Linked DNA regions of Sus scrofa: region 2 is linked to region 1. The links are chromatin contacts, called in public HiChIP or PLAC-seq maps. All regions are on one chromosome and are shown on one strand. Each heading gives the region's core, a stretch centred on a gene start, on an enhancer-like site or on the middle of the called end of the contact. The rest is flanking DNA. Distances are from core to core; before and after follow the strand shown.

Region 1 (4,875 bases), core at 802-3,301:
CGGCTGGCACAGGGTAATCATTAAAATGGTGTTTGACCTCCCGGCAGCTTGAGTGAGGCCCCAGAGCCCTCAGCCCTCCCCAGCTGGCCCCCTGAGACCCTCAGAGAGAGGCCCATCCATCACGGGGGTCCCTGGGGAGGGCCACGGGCGTTTTACTGCGAGTCAGTTATGGGGCTCTGTCTTCAGCACAGATCTTGTCAAATTCAAGCTGTCAATGGAACAGACCCTGAAAGCCTGTCACAGACCCCTGGGGACATGCACGCGGCTGGCGACCTTGAGGGGGCTCTGCTGAGTGTGGCACTATGGTGATAAGAAGGACAAATGGGAAGGAGCCACCTGGGTCTATAGCCCATTGTGCTGGTCCACTCCACCCGTCTGTGTCTGTCCTTGAGGGGCGTCTGGGCAGCTGCACTCTCTCCCTTCCTCTGCTGCCTCTCTCCCCCTGTGCCATCTCTCACAGGGACGTGGGAGGAGGCAGTGCATGGAGCAGGTTAAGGACACCGACTGGCTGTCACCTAGAAGCTGTGTCACCTTGGGCAAATTACTTCATCTCTCTGAATCTGTTTCCTCAGGTTATGGTGAAGATTGCATGAGGTGAAACTCTCATGGTGATTGCTCATGGTAATTGCTAAAAGATGATCAGCTATTATTGGCATTTTTTGTGGGGCTGACACACAAAGCAGCTTGGATTCCTTGTTGGTTTTCCCTTATTTTGGTAGCATTTTAACTCTGCATGGCCTTGTAACATCTAGCACCCTTGTAAGGATGGGTGTGTAGAGGCCAGGCTGGGGCTGGGGGCCAGGTCTCCCACCCGGGTTGCTTCCCATTGTGGTCTTCAGAGGGTCTGCTGAGGGAAGGGGCAGGTATGCCAGCCCTGTGTGTGGGCATGGTCATCCGGGTTCTCTTCTGAAGAGGGGCTCACTCTGGCCTGTGGGGGGGGGGTCTCTTCCACCTATGGTGGAGGCCTGTGGCTGGTCTGAAAGTGGGTGCCCCAGATGCAATCTCCCTGGCCCCAGAGCCCACCGGTGGGGCTGTGGGTGGCTCTAATTCTGGACCAAGGAGTTGGAAGTAGAAATCACATTAGCTAAAATGAGCCACCTGAGGAGTTCCTGTCATGGCTTGGTTGTTACAAACCTAACTAGTATCCATGAGGACCAGGGTTCGATCCCTGGCCTCACTCACTGGGTTAAGGATGTGGTATTGCCATGAGCTATGGTGTAGTTGCCGATGTGGCTCAGATCCCGCATTGCTGTGGCTGTGGTGCCCCTTAGCCTGGGAACTTCCATATGCCTCGGGTACAGCCCTAAAAAAGCCAAAAAAAAAAAAAAAAAAAAAGCCATCTGAACAGACTGTGAACTAGGAGGAAGTCCAAGAGCAGATATGAACTTCGAGGAATCTGGATGCTCCTGGGGTGAGAGGAGCCCAAGACACAGGAGGAGGAAAGGTGCCCAAAACATGGCAGGGGGCATACATAGATGTCTGTGGGGAGGTTGTTTCAGACCTCTAGATGTGACCTTTCTGAAGGGCCAAGAATGTTCTAGAAGGCTTTTTTGAGGGGAAGCCAGAGTCACCTCACATTGCATCTGTGGTAAGTATTGGCTGCTGGGACTGATCCCAAGCCTCCCCCTGCTCAGGAGGAAACATTCCTGGTTGGGGGATTCAGGTAGAAAGGGCAAGACTCTCCCATCCCCCAGCTCAGTCTTCACCAGCACTCATTAAGCACCTGCTGGGTTAGGGTGCAAGTCGAGGGATGCTGGGTGTTAGCCTGGCCCCTCCACATCCCTAGGGTGTCCCTACCTCTTGCCAAGGTAAGGGGCTTGCAAGTACCTTTCTGGAGGTTGTCCTTTGATCCTCTCCTGAGATCAGAAAGGGCAGCTGGGGGAGGGCAGCCAGAGCCAGGCTGTGACCCGGGGTGGGGGCCCTGTATTGTGGACAATGGCAACTGCCACCCAGAAGTAGGGCTGGTGGGTGGAGGGGTCAAGGGAGAGGTGGTGGCGGCTAGGCAGTCAGCAGATTGGCATGGGTTATGGGGTCATTGCGGAAGCACTGCCTGTTTCCACAATTACTCAAAGGCAGAAGCTGTTTTCCTTACTGGACCTTTAAGAAAGTCATCCTGCTTGGTGAACTGCCAGGGCAGAGTGGAAACCCGGAAAGTGTGACCAGATGCCACTCCCTCTGTGCTGATGACAGTCGCACAGTCTCTGAGTGTGTCTGTGTGGGTGCCCAGGTTATCCCAACCTCACCCGCCCACAGAGCTTACCAAACAGCCCTGGGCTGCCTCTGCCCCGATCACATTGTTGACTATGGCTAGGTCCTCTCTCTCTCTGGGTGTCAAAGGGTTTGCAGTAGATTTGGGTTTCCTAAAACATGGCTTTATGTCCTACTGACAAAGCTCAAACTGAAGTTCGGTAGTGTGGATGAACTCTTTTATATATTTATTTTAGTGCTTATCAGAAAAAAACCTGCTCCATCAAACTTGTGGTTTCAGGGTTATTATTCATTTGGCATATGACTAAGGTTTAAGTAAAAATGTGAGTCAATTTTAAAGAAAAAAATCAGCTGAATAGTAGTATGGGTTAGTGCTGGGCAATAGAACTACAATAGGAGACAAAAATGTGAACTGGAGTTCCCGTTGTGGCGCAGTGGTTAACGAATCCGACTAGGAACCATGAGGTTGAGGGTTTGATCCCTGCCCTTGCTCAGTGGGTTAAGGATCCAGCGTTGCCATGAGGATCCGATGTTGCGGTGAGCTGTGGTGTAGGTTGCAGACGTGGCTCGGATCCTGCGTTGCTGTGGCTCTGGCATAGGCCGGCAGCTACAGCTCCGATTAGACCCCTAGCCTGGGAACCTCCATATGCCGGGGGAAGCAGCCCAAGAAATGGCAAAAAGACCAAAAAAAAAAAAAAATGTGAACCATGTGCCTAATTTCTATCAGCACATGAAAGTAGTTTTAAGAATAGATGTTGTATTTAACATATATCTAAAATATTTTGATGTATAATTAGTAGGTTAGTTATTGAAAAATAATTGTATATTCTTTTTTAGCACTAAGGCTTAAAAATCTGATGTGGATTTTGAAATTTTTTTGGTGTCACATCTCAACTTGACCCGGCCATATTTCAAGGGTTCAGTGGCCACGTGTGCCTTGTGGCTCTGGCGCTAAAAGTGCAGGTTTGCATGAGAGGAGGTGCGACTGTGTATTTCTGCAGTCTTGAGCCTTCCAGTTCAGCTCTAATGTTTCTTCTTTCCCACACACTTGTTCTCTGCCCTCTTCAGAATTTCTCTCCCTCACTTTCCAAACTGAAGCCACGTTCTTGTCGCTCATGCCCTGTACTTTCTGCCTTTACCCAGCAGTGTGGAGGTTTGCATTGGGTGGGGCTGATGGATTGGAGCCCCCTTTGAAGGCCAGATAGAAATGCCTTTGGGGTCATCCCCATTGCTGTGTCTCAATCATTGGCCAGTGGCAACTTGCAAGTCTGTGTTCATTGTTGATGGATCTACCTTCTCTGACTCATTTGGCAGTTGGCCAGAGGGCATGTGACAAGCTCTTCTGCAAGTCCCTTAACCTTGTTTGTTATCAGTGTTTTATAGTCATCATAGTTATCTGCAGAACTTCTTAAAAATGCAAGAGTGGAGTTCACTGGTGGCTCAGTGGGTTAAGGACAAGGTGCTGTCACTGCAGCAGCTCAGGTCACAGCTGTGGCATAGGATTGAACCGTGGCCTGGAAACGTTTGTATGCCTTTGGCATGGCCAAAAAAAAAAGTGAGAGTGATTTTGATGCCATGGGGTATAGGGCATATGATTATGATTCTGGACATGTAATTCTGATCCACATGGACGTTTGAGAATCACTGCCTGAAATCTATTCCTACCATGTGCAGGCTGGCAACGGTGAGCTGGAGGACTCCAAACTGGAATTTTATTGGCCTTGTGCTTTCAGACATCAACACTAGATGAGGAAGCATGGACTCTTTCCACACTATGGTTATGAATAAACTAATTAGAAATGCTTCTGAATTTGCCACAAAGGACTGAGCATCAACCCCAAATTGCCTTTGAAGAAATACCTATTACACTCTAACCAAGCCAGGCGTCAGTTCCCTGGGCCCTTGGTGACTATTATTCCCCAAAAGGGTTCTCACTCTCATCCTGCATTTGTTATCCTTGCCATTTTATCCCCTGTAATGTTCTCCAGGGACCAATTAATATTATCTGAATGGAAGCATGAGTCATAAGTGGGAATGAGCTTGTCCGGGATTGGATTTCAGTGTGTGTGCATGTGTACACCTGTGTGTGTGTATGTGTGTGTGTGTGTGTGTGTGTGTGCATGTACACATGCAGCACTGCATCAGAGGAAAAACTGCCTGCATCCAGAATCTCACATCTCATCAAGAAAGCCATCCTCCCACCCACTCCAGGAATAAAGCCCTCGGGACTCATAGATTCCAGATGGAGAGGGAAAGTGAATTCATTTCATGTGAACGAGGGGAACCAGAGAAGGATTCTTAGGTTCTTATGCAGTAGAGTTAAGACTAGGACCCAAGAGAAAACCATAGAATCCTTAAAGTAAAGGGGGAAAGAATTTAGATTTAGTAAAGGTATACTCTGTACCAGGTATTTAACATTTGTTACCTTTTAATGACCCTGTAGATAGATACCTTTAGTCCTATTTAACAAACTAACATATTGAGGCCCAGAGAAGTAACTTGCCTTGTATCATCTGGCAGGTAGGTGGTGGAGCTGGGGTCAGGATGATTGGAAGGCTGACTCAAAAGCAAGTGTTTTTCTCTGAATGCCAAGTGCTTTCTTAGGATAGCAATTGTTCAGCCCATTTCTGGATTCACTAAAAATTGCTTGACTTACTCCTTGTGAAA
Region 2 (4,875 bases), core at 1,092-3,591, 210 kb before region 1:
CTTATAATTCTTGATATTTCCATATATGTAAAATGGGGAGAATAATAGGACCATTAATTTCTTTTTTTTTTTTTTTTCTTTTTAGGACTACACCCATGGCATATGAAAACTCCCAGGCTAGGGGTTGAATCAGAGCTGCAACTGCTGGCCTACACCATAGCCACAGCAAGGCCAGATCTGAGCCGTGTCTGAGACCTATACTGCAGCCCACAGCAAGGCCAGATCCTGAACCCACTAAGTGAGGACAGGGATGGAACCCACCTCCTCATGGATACTAGTTGGGTTCATTACCACTGAGTCACAATGGGAACTCCTAGTACCAATAATTTCATAGAATTATAAAAATTTAGCTCTTGGAGTTCCCGTCGTGGCGCAGTGATTAACGAATCCGACTAGGAACCATGAGGTTGCGGGTTCGGTCCCTGCCCTTGCTCAGTGGGTTAACGATCCGGCGTTGCCGTGAGCTGTGGTGTAGGTTGCAGACGCGGCTCGGATCCCGTGTTGCTGTGGCTCTGGCGTAGGCCGGTGGCTATAGCTCCGATTCGACCCCTAGCCTGGGAACCTCCATATGCCGCAGGGGCGGCCCAAGAAATAGCAAAAAGACAAAAAAAAAAAAAAAATTTAGCTCTTGTTATTACAAAGAAAAATCCCAAGCTATGAATAGTTAATTTTATTGTCTTCTATCAATCAGTATCATTTCATCTATCCTGGTTTAATTTTTTAAAACCAATTAATAAATACCTTGAGGGAAAGACAATGTTTTGCCTTTTGGCACTTCCTTCACCCTCACTCAAGTGCCTGGCATGGATTTGTTGTGATCCTAGTGGGTGTCAGTGGTGGTGTTTTGTGGGCTCATACCCATGGAGGCTACCAGCCAGGGTCCATGCTCATTGCTAGGTTGTTCAGAGGGCTCAATGCTTGTGCCACCTCAGCTGACAAATAGTTGTACATCACCCCCCTGCTTGATTACTTATGGTAGCTGGAGTTCAACATCAGGAAACTGAAAAAGTCAAAATACATTAAAAAATATACAGTTTTTGCTCTCTCTCTTCCACATTAAATAAAATGTGGAATTTTATTTAATAATGAATTCTGCATTAAAAATAAGTTGTAGCTGTGTAGTTAAATCCCTCTCAAGACAGACCAAACTTATTTCATCATGGCTGTGTTTTAGCAGACTATTATTGAGAAGGGAGTGGGAATATAGAAACACAAAGATGGTAAGAGGCTTCAGGTGCAAGGTATACCTGGATTCCCACACTGTTAGAAGCCAGTGTGCTGAGATTTCCCCTGGCAGAAGAAAGCACTGTGGGGGTAGCCCACACCTGGGAACCCCAGCTGAACAGCAGGCATTTCACCTAATAGGATTTTTAAAAAAGGCAGAAAGGTTAGTGTTACCTTCGTGAACTTCTCCCTCAGCAAATCAGCAAATAAGAACTGGTATCAAATAGCTAATATGATACACTTTGTCCATGTTACACTGTTGAAGAAAAATACTTTCAGGTCTTACAATGTTTTTCCTTGGGAGGAGACCCCCCCTCCAGCTTTTATGTGCAAGTGCTTCTAAGCATGACTTAAAAATTCTCTTCCCAATTCAATACCAAACTTTCCCAAATCCAAACACGATGCTGAACAGTGGATCAAGGTATAGAGGTGGTGAGTTAAATGTAACTCTTCAGACTGGAGGACATGGGAGCACTGGCAAATCCCAGCGACTCAGGCTGACTTCGGCCCCTGAAGTTTGGGGCGTTTGGCAGACACGGAAGAAAATCTCCCTTCATCTCCTAAGTTATTTGAATGCCATGGCAACAGCAGCCTCAAAAACTTGAGAGAGAGAGAGAGGATGGGGGAGTGGAGGATGGTTGAGAAAGAGATAAGAAAAGATGACCAAGTAGGCCTGGGATTTTTTTAGATGGGCGCTAAACGTGGGAGAGAAGGAAGCAAGTGGGGAGGAATGCCCAAGACCGCCGCTGGAGTGATCTCACACCAGCCAAAAGGCAAACGAGAGCCTGGCAGCCAGCTGAAAGGAACAAAGGCGGTCGGTGGGCGGATGTGGTGAAGGGAGGGAGGGAGAGGACTCGCCCACGCTTGCGAAGCGCTTCAGCCTGCCTGTCACAGACTCTGAGTTCTGGCACCGAGAGGGCACGCATCGCAGTCACAAAGACTCTGGCCCGAAGAACGGCCTGGCGCGTAATTTAATGCAGCCCCCGTGACTATACTGGAGTTGTAGCCTTTTGTGTTAGCTACAACAATGGAGAGGGAGAAATCAGGCCACAGGCTCAAGGCGCAGACGGGCTGGTGCGGATGTGTCTCGGCCCTGGCGGCATCGTGTGCTGCCTCTCAGGCCGTTGCCCGGCAACCGGACGCCGCCCGCCTGTGCCTGTGGAGCCCATTGAAAGCCGAGGTAGTGGGTGAAAGGGAGAGCCGCGGTGTTCACAGGCCAGGCTGGGAGAAGAGGAAACAAAGGATAGGGAGCTGGGTCGGGGATTGCATGTGGCCAGGGGAAGGCCTCACACTGTACACAGAGGAACACTGGGAGCCTCCTTTCTGAAGGGTCCAAGTTGGTATCCTGCCTTGGTCCGCCGCACGTGGACTGCTTGAACAAATATAGCTTTTCCTCCATCTTCAAGTTCACAGCATTCCTAGCCCAGATGTTGCATTAAATTGTCTGCCTATTGTGTAAAACATGTAAACAATCCCAAACAAACAACAAAACAAACCCTGTTCAAATGGCCAGCTGAAATTCATTTGTTAGCTGAAATATTTTCCAAAGTAGGATCGTGCACCTGGTGGTTAAACAGACTCTCACTATACAAAAAGTGTTTGCTAAATGCAATATGGTATCCTGGATTGCATCGTGAAACATTAGTGGAAAAACTAGTGATGAATAGTCTGTGGTTTATTTAACAGTAATGTAGCAATGTTAATTTCTTAGGTTTGACTAGGAGTCAGCAAACTTTTCTATAGGAGACTAGAAAGTAAAACTTTGGGCTTTGTGGGTTCTATGGTCTCTTGGTGCAACCATTCAACTCCACCATAATAGTGGTAAGGGTCTATAGACAATATGTACAATAATGGGTGTGGCTATATTCCAATAAAAATTTTTAAGGATACTGAATTTTGAATTTCATATGCTTTTCATGTGTCATGAAATATTATTCTTTTGATTTTTTTCAACCATTTAAAAATATAAAAACTCTTCTTTGCTTGCAGCCTCTACAAAAACAGGCAGCAGGCTGAATTTGGCCAGCAGGCTGCTATGTTTGTCATCATTGGTTTAGACAAATGGACCAAGATTATGAAAGATGTTAACATTACAAAAAATTGATGAAGGATATATGAGAACTCTCTGTACTTTCTTTTCAACTTTTTTTTGTAAACCTAAGATTATCCCAAAATAAATAAATTCGTTTAAACTTATTTAAATGGCACACTTTTTAGAGGGAGTGTTTGAAAAGGGCTTTGTTAAGGGGAGTGGGAAAATCAGAGTTGTGTGTGTATGTGTAAGAGACATAAAAGAATATTTTTCTAGTATTCATTGACATACAGTACTAAAACTTCCCCAAATGAAACTCCTTGCTACACCACCATATTGGTAATCAAGCCATTAATATCAAACAGCCTGAAAACAAAATAGCATTCTGTAGCACAGAACTCTTTCACCCTGAGGGCTGGGTGAAGAATATTTTCAGCTCCCATTGAATTAGGATGGGAGACACCAAGACAAAGAATCAAACCCATTTTACTCTAATAAGAAACTAGAAAATTCTTGGCAAGCTCATTTGTAACCGCACACCCACATATGTACATACACACTTCTTTTTTTTCTTTCCTAGCATGGCTAACATCTATACCAAATAGAGTACACACACAGCTTTACTTTACAAACCAAGATCTATATTCTTGTCCTGATTTTACTGGTTGTTTGAACACAGACTACTCTCTGTTCTTGTCTTTGGCATATTATAAGAACCTTTCCCGGTCGTCTTTCAAATTTAGATTTAAAACATTCTATCACAGGTTGGGCACTACCAATTAAGAATAAATGATCAGAAAGTACAGAAGGGCATATAACCTAACACACACTTTCTTCCTGACTGCAATACTAGAGGGGCGTGGGATGCAATATAAATATGATATAAAATCCCATAGATAGCTGATTGGTGTAACACCAGGCATGGTGGGCAGAAGGAAGCCCAGTAAAGGGGGGTGATGCTGAAAAAGAAGAAGAGATTTGCAGGAAGGTCTCTTGGCAAAATATATGAGGCAACTGGAAAATTGACTTCAGGGATTTTCCATCACTCCTATCATCTAATTTCTTTTCTTGGCCATGCACTCACAATTACTCCACAAAAAGAATTTATTTTATGTTTGTTTTTTCAACCAGAGATGTTTCAGAACTCATTTATTCACAACTTCTTGTTTTAAGGATTTTTTTTTGGCTGTACCTTGGCATGTGGAAGTTCCCCAGCTAGGGATCGACAAGGCAGTAAACAGAGCCACAGCAGTGACGATGCCAGATATTCAACTGGTTGAGCCACCAGGGCACTCCTCAACAACTTTTTGAAATACTGACTTTCCCTGGGCCATGGATTGTTTCTGGATCGAGACTGGGGATATGAAGAAGAATTAAAGATGGCTTCTAGCCTCAATTGTCAAGGGGCTTGGGATGCAGACAAGGTGGAGTTCTCCAGTGTTGTTGGTGTACACCAGCATCAGGATCACTAGGGAAGGTTTTATTTACAGATATAATCTCCTGAGCCTACCCCACACTTACTGACTCAAAAAATCTCTGAATAAGGCGAGGGAAATATGTATTTTTAACAAATTCCTCAAGTGAATATTTTGCTCACTAAACATTTGATATCCACTGGA

What was found. HiChIP or PLAC-seq counts read pairs in DNA pulled down with a chosen protein or histone mark.
Region 2: a contact with region 1 is called in an H3K27ac HiChIP or PLAC-seq map of alveolar macrophages. The contact joins two enhancer-like sites. A contact is called at or near these places in 2 of 2 datasets of contacts at active chromatin or transcription factors (alveolar macrophages and skeletal muscle).

What each region holds. Positions count from the first base shown.
Region 1 is chr15:15,557,532-15,562,406 of Sscrofa11.1, reverse strand. All of the region lies in intron 2 of THSD7B (thrombospondin type-1 domain-containing protein 7B), which reads left to right. Among named protein-coding and RNA genes, the nearest start is that of THSD7B, 51 kb to the left of the region's middle. Within about 2 kb of position 2,051, at least 14 of the 83 cell types and tissues checked have an H3K27ac peak or open chromatin away from gene starts, as enhancers often do. A contact at or near this core is called in alveolar macrophages, where this site is marked.
Region 2 is chr15:15,762,952-15,767,826 of Sscrofa11.1, reverse strand. No RefSeq gene overlaps it. Among named protein-coding and RNA genes, the nearest start is that of DARS, 45 kb to the left of the region's middle. Within about 2 kb of position 2,341, at least 54 of the 83 cell types and tissues checked have an H3K27ac peak or open chromatin away from gene starts, as enhancers often do. A contact at or near this core is called in alveolar macrophages, where this site is marked.